Regions from separate parts of the Gasterosteus aculeatus genome. Here region 2 is linked to region 1. The links are chromatin contacts, called in public Hi-C maps. All regions are on one chromosome and are shown on one strand. Each heading gives the region's core, a stretch centred on a gene start, on an enhancer-like site or on the middle of the called end of the contact. The rest is flanking DNA. Distances are from core to core; before and after follow the strand shown. Region 1 holds the start of foxi1 (forkhead box i1). Region 2 overlaps dock1 (dedicator of cytokinesis 1).

Region 1 (6,130 bases), core at 2,024-4,523:
GAAATGTCTGTGTGCTGATGTACGACATGTTAGTGGCATAACAAGATAATTGTGGTTTAATTTGTCACAGTGCGGCGCGGAAACTTGAAGCCTGCAGATGAATCACTGTTTTAGCGCTTGTTCCTCCCTCACTGAGAGCAAAACACTCGACGAGAGAACGAGCTCTCTGAAGACACCAGGACCGCAGAGAGCCTTCACATCTTCCGCCGCAAACTAAAGACACACCTCTTCAGACTCTACCTTCACTAAAAGACCAACAAATTGTAGCACTTAAATTGTGCTTGTAACGCCACTTATCTATAGCAAATTGTAAATTGGCTTGTTTGATGAAATTGCACTTTCTTGTTTCTTGCTCTTCTGACTTTGTATCCCTATGGTTGAAATGCACTTATTGTAAGTCGGATAAGAGCGTCAGTTAAATGACATGTAATATAATGTAGAAGGCATCGTCTGTCTAGGATTTTTCCCTGAAGGAAAACGTGTAATAATTTTGTAATATTTAGAATATTTAATTGTTGTATTTAAAATGTACAACACTGACATGAATCGTAATTTTAAGCTAGCTTGTATTATTTATACTTTAGAAGTATATTTCTGGGCAGAGTAGCAACATATGGATATAAATTACTCCTTACGTTCCTTTTTTCTTTTACACCCATATGATTAGAAACATCACTTCGGAAGTGTGATAAGAGATTCAAAGATAATTCACCGCTTTATACTGTTGGAAAGGTTTAAGGATGTGGCATCATCTCCGGCTGTGGCATCTAGGCCACTGCCGAGGAGTGAGCTTTCTTTCAAAGTATTCACCAGTTTTTATTGTCCCATGCCTCTCTGCATTCATTAGCACTCAAACTGCGTTTGTGTTTTCTTTGTTACCGTGTTCCACCACTGGGGGGAGACTGTGAGCAGCACCTGGCTGCATGCAGGGATCATTTTGTTTACGCAGTCAGAATTAATGACTTTATCGAGGGGGCCTCTCATGATGCCATTGGCCCTAACAGCATTTAATAATCTGCTAATTACACCAACAGCGGATGTCAAACACATACGGCCACATGATTACAGCAAAGGTTGTACGCAGAAAACAAACCTTATCAACACGGAGTGTCTGTGTCGATTGGGTTTGGCTATTATCCCAGCGGTGCAATGTGCTAATAGACGATGTATACTAAATGGACAGGTAGCAGACGTGTGGCGGGTTGGCCCCCTCACCTGCAGCGGTGGGTTTCTCTGTGCCTCTCAGCCTGAAGGGGCCCGTGGCGCTCGGCGCTGCTTCTCCGACCTCGCCGGGATTGACTTGATCTCCTGGAGAAAAGCTCCCATGACCTCAGCGAGCTTGAGGAAACAGGGGACGAAGACCGACATGACAGAGCAACAATAGACCCCCCCCCCTCTCTCACACACACACACACACACACACACACACACACACACACAGTGAGCACTTTTTGAATTATCACTTGAGGTTGTTGAGCCACATTTGACTTAATCTGAGAGGAAAGACAGGATGGACAAACTGTGACTGGTGGCTGCTTAATTAACTCTAATATTAAATAAAGTAAGTATTGCTAGTTAAATGAAATAAGTTCTGTTTTTCTCTTACAGTAACAAGTCAAAGGGACCCCCCATACCTTGGCAGCACAGAGGTCCCACTATGTGCTCATTCGGGTGTCCGACTGAGCGGGCTCATCGTTTCAGATGCAAGCGTCCTCTCGGCAGTAATTAGCTGTACCGGGAGTGACACCCGACAGGTTGTGCTGTTTTCATATGGGGGGTTAAATGCCACAGCCTCCCCCTGTGGAGTCCGTCGCCTGCCGCTGCTGTACAGCCTGTGGTGGTCGGGACAACACCTTGGAGCCAAACAATTACACGAAGGTCATGGAGAGGAGGAATGTTCTGGCGATTAGTGCAGCAGTCCGGCTGCAACCTGCAGGGCCACAGCAGCTCTTCACCGGGGGGACGACCACCGGGGCGACGGGTCAGCTCACATTCTGGATGCACTCGTTGAGTGCAAGAGCAGCATGTTTTCAAAATAGTGTATCACACACAGTTGATTGCATGCCGTAACAACTTCATGACGTGTAGTAATTATTATTATTATTATGTGTTAATAGATTAGAAGAGTGGGAAGGTTTGTAGAGCGACTGGCATCTTCTCATTCCAAACTCGCACCATTTGCCTGCCAGTGGTCGACACGTCACACGTCACAGCCGTTTTTTTCCTTTGACGGTTATGTGTAAAATCAGTGTAGGTAAATGTAAATCTTTGTGAGCGCCATGCTTACTGTATACAAACGTACTCCACAGTGGACGGGGGTTGATTCCATTTTAATCATAAAGTCAGAGAAGCACTTTTATGGGATGCAGATGATTTGGTGTCTTTATTATGTTTCTCCTATTACCTTCCACAGTAGTTAAAGGTCCCCTTTTTAATTCTAAATGTTAATGATCTGGACAATTTAAATCCCAATTTGACTGATCTTTATAAGAAGCTGAAATTTTAAAAAAGAAAAAAATATTGTCATTTGTCATATTGTGATTTTTTTCAAATAGCACTCCTGTGCAGTCAAAAAATGGTAACGACGAGGCACATCATTGTCTTTGGGAACCTGCTGGGTGTTTCTTCCACGGGTCACTTGTTGACATTAAACTTCCGGCACTTAGGAAGCGTTTTTTTTTGCAAAAAAATTTCTTTCAAGAGAAGGTGGTTCTTTACTCCACGACAACTCGTGCATCATAGTTGACTCTATATTTTTTATCAAACCTTTTACGACCTCATCTACATGCTGGTAAAATGCATTTTAGACATTCATTTATTTAATTTTTAATTTAATTTATTTAGATTGACGGTGATCTGAACGTGCCAGATATACTTATTCATCAAATTATGAAATAATAGAAATTATATCACGCAAAAAAAACATCCAAAATACATATAGAAACCGTAAGGGTTATGGATATTTACTTTACGATATTTACTAAATAATAGTGCCGTCGATCCACGTGTTTATTCAAAGCCGATTCTAAATATACAGAAGTAATTACATTACGTCATTTAGCTGACTTACAATAAGTGCATTTCAACCATACGGATACAAACCCAGACAAACAAGAAAGTGCAATTTCATCAAAAATTCAACCCAAGCTCCGGTGCGCATTTACGCACGGGAACAAGTTGCAAGTCCCTAACCGACTGAGGTAAGTAAAATAACATAACGCTCAGCATGGCAGTTAGAGGGAGTATCGTGCCTCATTGATAGGGAAATCTGGGTCAACATAGACAGAAAAGAGGGGTGTGACCATCCCAAAAGTTTTCAATGGGCTACCTGTAGCGCCGCGCATAAATACTCCTCCCTCTGAGGATGAGTCCAGTCCTGAGGGAAAGACACAGAAACCAGTTTAGGTATTTGGAATCAGCTCGAGGTGGATTATGAACGCGTTTGGACACCAAGCATCGAACCAGCAGACCAGCCCCATTCAGCCCCACAGCGCGCAGGAGCTCCTGGACATGGCCGTGTACTGCGACAACTACGGTGTGTACCAACAGAACCTCGCCCACCACCACCACCCGCAGAGGCCGCCGGCGCACCCCACCAGCTACGGCCTCGGAGACTACACCTCCCCGTCCGCCAACCCGTACCTATGGCTGAACGGACCGGGCATCAACTCCTCTCCTTACCTGCCCGGGAACAACGGCACGTCCTACATCCAGTCGGGATACGGGTCGAACCAGAGGCAGTTCTTGCCGCCGCCCAGCGGGTTCGGCGGCGCGGATCTGGGCTGGTTGTCCATATCCAGCCAGCAGGAGCTCTTCAAGATGGTCCGGCCGCCTTACTCCTACTCGGCGCTGATCGCCATGGCCATTCAGAACGCGCAGGACAAGAAGTTGACCCTCAGCCAGATCTACCAGTACGTGGCGGAAAACTTCCCGTTCTACAAGAAGAGCAAAGCCGGCTGGCAGAACTCCATCCGCCACAACTTGTCCCTGAACGACTGTTTTAAGAAGATGGCACGGGACGAGGACGACCCCGGTGAGTCGCAATGAACCTGCTTATAGGCAGTGACATGTTGCTTTTTTATTGATACAACTGTTGCATTTTTTAAATTTAATATAGTGAGTCTAATCTAAGTTAAATTTGAAAGATTAACCCCCCCCGGTTCATTTTGGATGCGGTTCAATTGAAAGTGTTGTCAACCGTATTTAACCCCCCCTCTCTGTCTGCCCACCCAGGCAAAGGAAACTACTGGACGTTGGACCCCAACTGCGAGAAGATGTTCGACAACGGGAACTTCCGGAGGAAGCGCAAGAGGAGAGCCGACATCTCCGCGTCCGACGGCTCCGCGCCGCCCGTCAAGCCCTCAGACGGCCCGCACAAGCTCTCCGACACCGGCAGCCTCCTGAGCTCCCCCCCGCCCAGCCTGCACGGATCCCCGGCCTCCACGGAGCCCAAGTCGCCGCCGTCTCCGTCCTCCGCGGGGCACGACAGCCCGTGTTACAGCAGCTTCGTGTCCAGCGTGAACTCGCTGCTGGCGGGCGGCGAGGGGCCCCGGGCCGCGGCGGAGCGGGACTACGGCTCCTCCGGGTACCTCGGGGGGGGGCTGTCCGGACCGGGCTCCTACTCGCCCACTTTAATCGCCCCTCTGAACTCTGACAACAACAGAATGAACTATTACACGTCGGTGCAGAGCCTCAGCAACCATTTTAGTGTGAATAACCTGATGTACAGCCGGGAGGGGACCGAGGTGTAGTCTCACTTCACGTTTACTCTTTGTTCATTATTAGTCATTTTAGGGGTTTGTAGGCCTCAGTAAAACTAGCACTGGAATTGAACTGTTATTTCCTTTTTCTTCTTTACAACAACCCTTTCTTTTTTGGGAACTACCGCTTCTCCAATACGGTTTGTCCAAACATTTGTAGAAAAATTCAACCCACGGAAATCTATCCTTTAACTCATGGATATGTTTGTGTTTTTATATGCCCGTCTTGAAGAAGAAGAAGAAGAAGAAGAGGAAGACACCTATGTACAGAAATTATTTTCATAAGAAGATGTGACATGTATTTTAGACTGAGTTTTGTTTTGTGTTTTATTTTAAAAAACCCATGTCGATGTATGAATAAAAGTCATTTATTTTAACTCCTGCTTCATGCGTCGTTTTACTCATCCGAGTCAAAAAGAAGAACAAAAATAGGAGAGATAAAAGTTAAGGTCACTTTTGGGCATACCTTTGACATAGACGATGCTGTTCAGGCCTTTTCATGGAGCCTCAGCCAGCCCCCCTCCCCCCAAAAAAAAAGCCCCCCAAATATTCAAATCAAGTTCTCAAGAATTTCCAACAAAGGGCTACAAAACGGTGAAGACATCTGAAGTCAAGTGTCTGTGCGCAGTAAAGTGTGTGAGACAGAGACATTTTCCGCTTGTCACTTCCGATAACCTTGTTTCATCGAGCAATCAGACCTTAAACTTACTTCCAAAAAGTTCAAAAGTTCAGCTTTCTGTCTGCGGCCGGGTTTGATTGCTGAGCCCGTTTGATGTCAACCTGTTTGCTGAACATTGCACCTGTCTCCATCCGTCCCCAAAAGCCTGGTCACGCACAGCGCTGCCTGTTCCGTGCGTGTGTGTCTGTGTGAATCCTGTTGGGATTTGTTGGACCTTTTTTTTTTTTTTTTTAAATGTTTTGTTGTCGAGAACCACTTTCGGAGGAACATCCGCTGAACAATTTGTCTAGAGAGTTCAATAATGCCCTTTTTGTTGTGCTCGTGTCCCCGGGGGACGCCATTGAAAGCCCATTGGGGAGGAAATATTAAGACGTCCAAGCGGAAGAGGAAATGTTCTAGTGATTCGACACCCCCTCTCCGTTCTAATTTTCAGACAATATGGATACGCACGGCATCAAGGTCTGTAAATAAAAGGAAACACCTCTTAATTGGTTGATAATTGAATTCACTCAGGCGCTCTGTGGTCGGGAATAAAAGAAAAATTAATTGACAAGACTTTTGTGCCCCTTGTTGGAAAACAATGGACGCTGGCAATTGAAGAGATCCCCTCCTGGGCTCAAATGAAAATATTGCCATCTGAAGATCTGGGAACAAATTATCTGTGCAGCAGACAAAGGCGATTTTTGTCACA
Region 2 (6,130 bases), core at 2,165-4,664, 100 kb before region 1:
GTTGCCTGTAAAGACTTTCAAATCTGTTTCATACACCACCAGTATTTTAGCTTCTCCATTTTTATCACAAATAATGGCAGAACAGGGGCGACGTATCCACAGCGTAACCATGTGTCGGACATTCATATCGACGTGACAAGTTGTTGTTACTAAGACAGGAACAATAAATGTAGGTTCTGAAACTAGGATGTAGTTACTACCGAGTCATTATCTGTAATGTAATCCGTTCCTCTGAGGTATTGACCTTTGAACACAATATAATACCTGTATTCTCCCAGGAAATAGGGAGGTATCGATCAGGCTCGTCTTTGACATGCGGAACACGACAAGGAACATAAATCTGAACCGACAGACCACTTTGATTGGCTGAAAACGAAATATGAAGTTCCTGATACATTTTTTTCATCTGGGTGGCGTGCGTGCAGCGTTTCCTCTCCACTGGTTCCTCTCGGGCCGGCCCGGCGATCATTCACCGGCGAGGCCGCAGGATGCAAACCGATGAGGAGATTTATGCAGATAAAATGCGTGAGATACTCTGAGGAATCGCGTCTCCCTGCTCATAAATTTGAGCTTGTTGATCCGTGATGATGTATGTTGGCCTCTCCAGACGCCTGCTCCCAGGACAAAGTCATAACTCTCGCGCCTTGTTTACCCGCCGCTTCCCCTCAACGGACCCAAACGCTGTCGTACACGTGTGTGTGTGTGTGTGTGTCTTTTCCTCGCCCCCAAAGTGTTTACCGCCACCGCTTTGGGATCAAGTGCTGATTCATATGCTAACAGGAAGTGGACACATGGGAGATCTTATCCAAACCATGTGGCTTTAATATTAGTTATACGCTTTCGTTTTTAAATGAGCGAATGGTCTTTTTTTTAAGTCGGAATGATTGCTCTGATGCTACGGTCATCGGCTTGTAATTAAGCAATTTTAGTAATCTTTCATTGCACCTCCCACTTGCTTTTTGATTTTCACGATCCATTCACACTCATGTAAAATGAATGCTGACAAATAGATAAGAGTAGGTTGTTGTGCTTGCGTTTGGGATTAACTATTTATTTGTCTGACTGGTTTGTTTTTAAAGTACGCTTTGCAGCGCGATTTAAGACGCACACTTTTCATCTCATCACATATCACACGATTTGGAATTTAGCGAATAGTCACATGGAACAAAAGTTCTTATTTTCAATAAACAGGAAAATATGGTATCATCTGCTCCCACGTGCCTGTTTTTTTTTGTGTTCTAAAGTGTTTTTTTTCCCTCTTCACCCGCAGCCAAAGACAAATCGGAGAAGATATTCGCTCTGTCTTTCGTGAAGCTGATGCGGTACGATGGGACGACTCTGAGGGACGGCGAGCATGACCTCATCGTGTACAAGGTAAATGTGAAGCAGCCCATAATGACGCGGTTAGAAGTCGGCCCGTGGTGTTTTGGCTTTGGTTTGTATTCTTGTGACTTATTTCTACATTCCTACTGTCTCTGGCGAGCCGGCCCTCGTGGACCGCAGGTACGAGTACAAAGTGAAAACGATCTGTCTCATTAGTAGTTGCCGTGGTAACAGCTTCTCTGCTTTCTGTGGAGAATTGTTACGCATCCGCCTCTTCAGTGCAGTTAAATTACTTTCCAATTAAAATCCCTTGTATAAATGACAAGTTTACCCGTTATCTTACTTAGTAAGATTTCTCCTCATTCTAGTTTTCACTGTCGTTGTCAGTCAAAGTTCCATTCGCATACATCATCAGCCAGCAGTAAAACATCCGCAGCATTACAACAAAACGCTACATACAACAAAAACCGAACCTCGCTTGTCGTTTTCCTGCAAAATCAGGCGGAGGCAAAGAAGCTGGAGGACTCGTCTGTGTACCTCAGCCTGCCCGCTACGAAGCTGGAGATGGAGGAGAAGGGCTACTCCACCACGGGGAAAAGCGCCCAGAACCTGGGCAACTGTTCCATCAGCAAAGACTCCTTCCAGATCTCCACCCTGGTCTGCTCCACCAAGCTCACCCAAAACGGTACCTCCTCCTTTGCTTCACGTGGTCTCTTATTCTTTTCTCTACATGAACGCTAACCTTTTCCTGACCGCACCTGTGAGCGTTTCCTCCTATTCTGTCTTTGAAGGACGAATTAACAATGCACACTAACCGTACACCACTTAAGGTAAGACAAAGGGACCCGTCCTCCAGTCTGTGTCCCGCAGAGTCATTTCTCAAGGTGCTGCGACGAGCAAAGGAGGAAATTCCCACCTCTGCCTTCTAGCTAATGGATCGAGCAATTTGGCCTCATTTGTTCCTGCGCATGTTTATCAATCTCACCCGACTTTACCGTGAACCCTCCTGGACGTGTTGGTATTTGCAGACTGTTTTTAGCACAGTGGCGCACTCGGTGGGCATTTGGTGGAAAGCTGTTCCGCTGCGTGTGAGCGATGGAGTGTTCCCAGCTCGGATTTCACAAGGGTGCCCACACCTTCCCTTCTCAATCGTCTTAGTCGTTTCCTCGTGTTTTTATCCACAGTAACAAAAAGATCACTTTGAATAGTCCGGACAAGGGCAACGTGAAAGGACACGCTCGAATGGAACAGTCTGAAGCCGTTTGATGTTTTGCGTGGCCAATTTCTTTTCAGTGCTCAAGGGCGCTCAAAAAATATTCCATGTGTATAAAGCATGTTCATTTTATTCACGTGCATAATGCAATATAATCCCCCTGAATGTTGAATATTTGTGGTGTTGTAAAGTCAAGCCGGAGAAGATGAGCAGTTTGTCCATTAATTACACCAAAGTCCTCTCAAAGTTTTTAATGTTATTGCACCGCTTTACAGCTTGACGCCGCCCACCAAAACTAACATGGAAACATCCCTTTGACGTCTGTGAGCACCTCCGCAAATAGACGCGCAGCATTTATTTTTCTCTGAGGTGAAAACAATAATAGAGTAAATGAGGTTATAAAGTCCGTGCTATGACTGGGCCGTCGGGAGTTGCAAAAGTGTTGCAGCTTTGGAATCATCTCTGCGCTTCTAGTGATATTCTAAGAACCTACACTGGTGGAATTTCACCCTGACCTCGAGTGACCTCGGGGGGGGGGAAGCATTGGCATCTAATAGAGACCTGAATGAGAGAAAAAGTAGATCTTCCCTTGTTGCATTCCTAGATGTGTCCCAGATAACATTCACAATACGCTCTCGTAAATCCACAGAAATTAGGTCACAGCAGAACCCAGAACACAGTTTGTTTAGATCTATTGGAGGAGAATCTTTTGTTGCTGTGCCTAATGTTAAATTACCTTGTGTGGGAGGAGGGGAGGGGGGGGACGCTGAGTGTTGGTACATTTCCCTTCTGACGTGGAAGTTGTCGTTTAAATACATTGGCGTGTGCCCGCCTACTCCGCTCAGTGGGTGGTGATGTCACAACCTCCCCCTCCGATTACCGCAGATGGGGATTAAATGTCAGTAGCCAAACCTTTTTGTCTCAACAATAGGTGTATAGTATTTAACACAAACAAAAAGAAACCAATCCCCCCCCCTTTCCCCCACACTCTTTTCCCTTTCTCCCTTTCCCTTATGTGGGAGCGACTGGCAGCAGTGAGTGTCCCGGTGACAAGATTCAGTCCGCTAGAGCGACTCCTCTGCTGATATTTACCTGGCACTTTGAGGTGCTAATTTGCAAGGCCCCAGTAGGTGCAGAGGGATCAGGACGACTCGTTGGCACTGCACACTGAGTTTGATTAAATAGAGAGCTGTGTGTGTGTGTGTGTGTGCTTACGCGCACTCGCGTGCCTGCGTGCGTGCGTGGGTGCGTGCGTGCCTGCGTGTCTCCCACAGTGTGTCATCCCACGCCAAAGGAAAAGAGTTCTTTTAATAAATCAATGCAGAGCCGATCTCGCTCTCTCCGACGGTCTCTGCCTGCTTTATTAAAGCCTAGAGGCTTTTTTAAAATTTGCATCCAAGCCCACTCACTTACTTTAAATGTTCTTCATGGAACGTGTATTGACAACCGGATGGATGATTGACAATTTTTTTTCTATTATTCCAATAGAAAAGCAATTTTAATCCATTTGAATAGAATTAGGAATTCTACATCGTTACTCACAAACCAGTTTGATCTCTTTATTAAAATATAATATATATTCGGTCTCAGATTGTTTTGTTACTACTACAGAACAAATGGTAGATTCATTCTTCGTCCAGAACAATCAACATATTCATCCATAATGAAAATAAGCATTAATTGCCCACTCAACGTTTCACAAGACACCGACACCTCATCCCCGATCCCCACATCTGAGATGAAAAACACACTTTTTTTTTAAATTAAGCACGATTGGTGTGTGCGCCGGGCGCTTGGGTGAAGTGCTGTCTCGTCGCCGGGTATTCCCAGTGAGCTTCACTAAACGGATGCTGGAGGAGACGCGTAGATCTAATGGCAGCAGAGCTGTGAGTCCACGCTGCCTGGTGAAAGACAAATTAAAATCCTATTCCCATACTAGCTGGAAGGAGAAAAATATTGTATTAGAAGATATTCTAGGAGAGAGAAGTCGTGACTGTGAAGCTGCTCTGACCTCACTGTGTCCGACCTCCCTTCACTTAACTGTCCCTAAACTGTTAACCAAATACAAGGCGGGAACTATTATAGAAAAAAAAGCTATGACAAAGACTAAAAAAAACGCTAAATTGCTCGAATCGGGGGGTTGTGCCGTAAACAAACATTTGACTGGCAATAGAATGATGATTTCCACCTCTGTCCAGCTGCCAGTTTTGTAGCTGTTAAATTCGGCTGCCTTCTAAATAAGAAAAACATTTTTTTTTTTGCAAGATATTGTTTGTCGCAGGCGCTTCCGTGCCCACCCCCGCTAAACCCCCGCCTCACTGTCCCACGTGCTACTGCCGCTGTGGCCATCTCACAGCTGCGCCACAGTGATGATTTATTCACATCTCAATCCATTTGTCTCTCTGAGCGGCTTTCTTTTACACATATGACCCCTTGGGGAGGGGCGCTCGGTTTTGTGACAAATGTTTGATGGTCACCCCGAGAGAATGAATCTGCTACATCTGCATTTTTCTATAGCTGAGTCGATTAATCAATTATTAATCCAATGACTTTTAACTTTGTACAAAAACATCTGACTGGATGTTACCTTCAACAAATTGGACAGTTGGACAATAGGCCAACGGTGGTCTCGACGAGCGCTCCCCTGAGCGGGATTAATCGCATCATGACTCATCCTCTTGTGACTAAATTAATTTCCCCGTAATTAAAGTAAGCGGTTTAATCGAATGGCTTACGCCACGTTTTGGGAAATTCAATAAATGGCTTGTGTGAAGGGGTCGAGGGGGGACATCTCAAACAAATGGCCCCCACAACACCCATTTAATTCAAATGTTCAACCTTAATTGTCATTTCTCGCTGCCTCTCAATCTCTCCACGCCGAATGACCGTTGGCAGGACGTACATCCCGCCGCGCTGTTGTGCTAATGACCCCTTGTTTTATTTTATTTTATTTTTTTGTTCCAGTGGACTTACTCGGCCTGCTGAAGTGGCGCTCCAACACCAGCCTGCTGCAGCAGAACCTCCGTCAGCTGATGAAGGTGGAAGGCGGCGAGGTCGTCAAGGTCAGAGACTCCGGTGCAAAGCCCCCCCTGAAAAGAAATGGCCTCACGTTCCTGAAAATGTAGCTCCTCCTACACGGTCCACAAAGCCAACATGTACCTGAAACAGCTGGAGACACAAACCACCAAATCCTCCCGTGTTCCTGGAGGGCGGCTCTTCTTGGCAGCACTTTCACGAAGGCGCTGACCTGCTGTCACAAGTGTACGCAGGCCCTTAAAGGGCTCAGCGTGGGACAGGCGAATAAATCAGTCTCCAGATACAGTTTAGCATGGGCTGGTGGGGGGGGATTGGCAGCGTGTCCGGAAGAGGTCCTCCACCCAGACAGTTTTGATCAGGGCACATAGATGTGTCAACCACAGCTGGACCAGTGCATGACACCACAGGGGTGTGATTATTATTACCGGCGCATTAGCTCTCCATCTCTCCAGAGCTCTCCAAGGCTCCAATTACAGAACTCTTGGCATTTAAGAGGCAATTTATCAACAGGGTGTTACATCGCTACGGCCGTACGCTGTTTATTAGATACTATGCAGA

The links. A called contact is a pair of places that touch in the nucleus more often than the background predicts.
Region 2: a contact with region 1 is called in a Hi-C map of skeletal muscle, with 3 times the contacts expected there. The contact joins the enhancer-like site here to the promoter of foxi1 in region 1. A contact is called at or near these places in 2 of 6 Hi-C or Micro-C datasets (both in skeletal muscle).

What each region holds. Positions count from the first base shown.
Region 1 is chr5:11,101,785-11,107,914 of fGasAcu3.hap1.1, reverse strand. It overlaps foxi1 (forkhead box i1), which reads left to right and starts at 3,273. Exons shown (of 2, transcript XM_040177650.2): 1 at 3,273-4,033; 2 at 4,234-5,134. The coding sequence starts at 3,433. The coding sequence ends at 4,751.
Region 2 is chr5:11,202,100-11,208,229 of fGasAcu3.hap1.1, reverse strand. dock1 (dedicator of cytokinesis 1) reads left to right here. Exons shown (of 52, transcript XM_040177593.2): 17 at 1,271-1,374; 18 at 1,825-2,008; 19 at 5,501-5,598. Among protein-coding and RNA genes, the nearest start is that of dock1, 31 kb to the left of the region's middle. Within about 2 kb of position 3,414, at least 1 of the 9 cell types and tissues checked has open chromatin away from gene starts, as enhancers often do.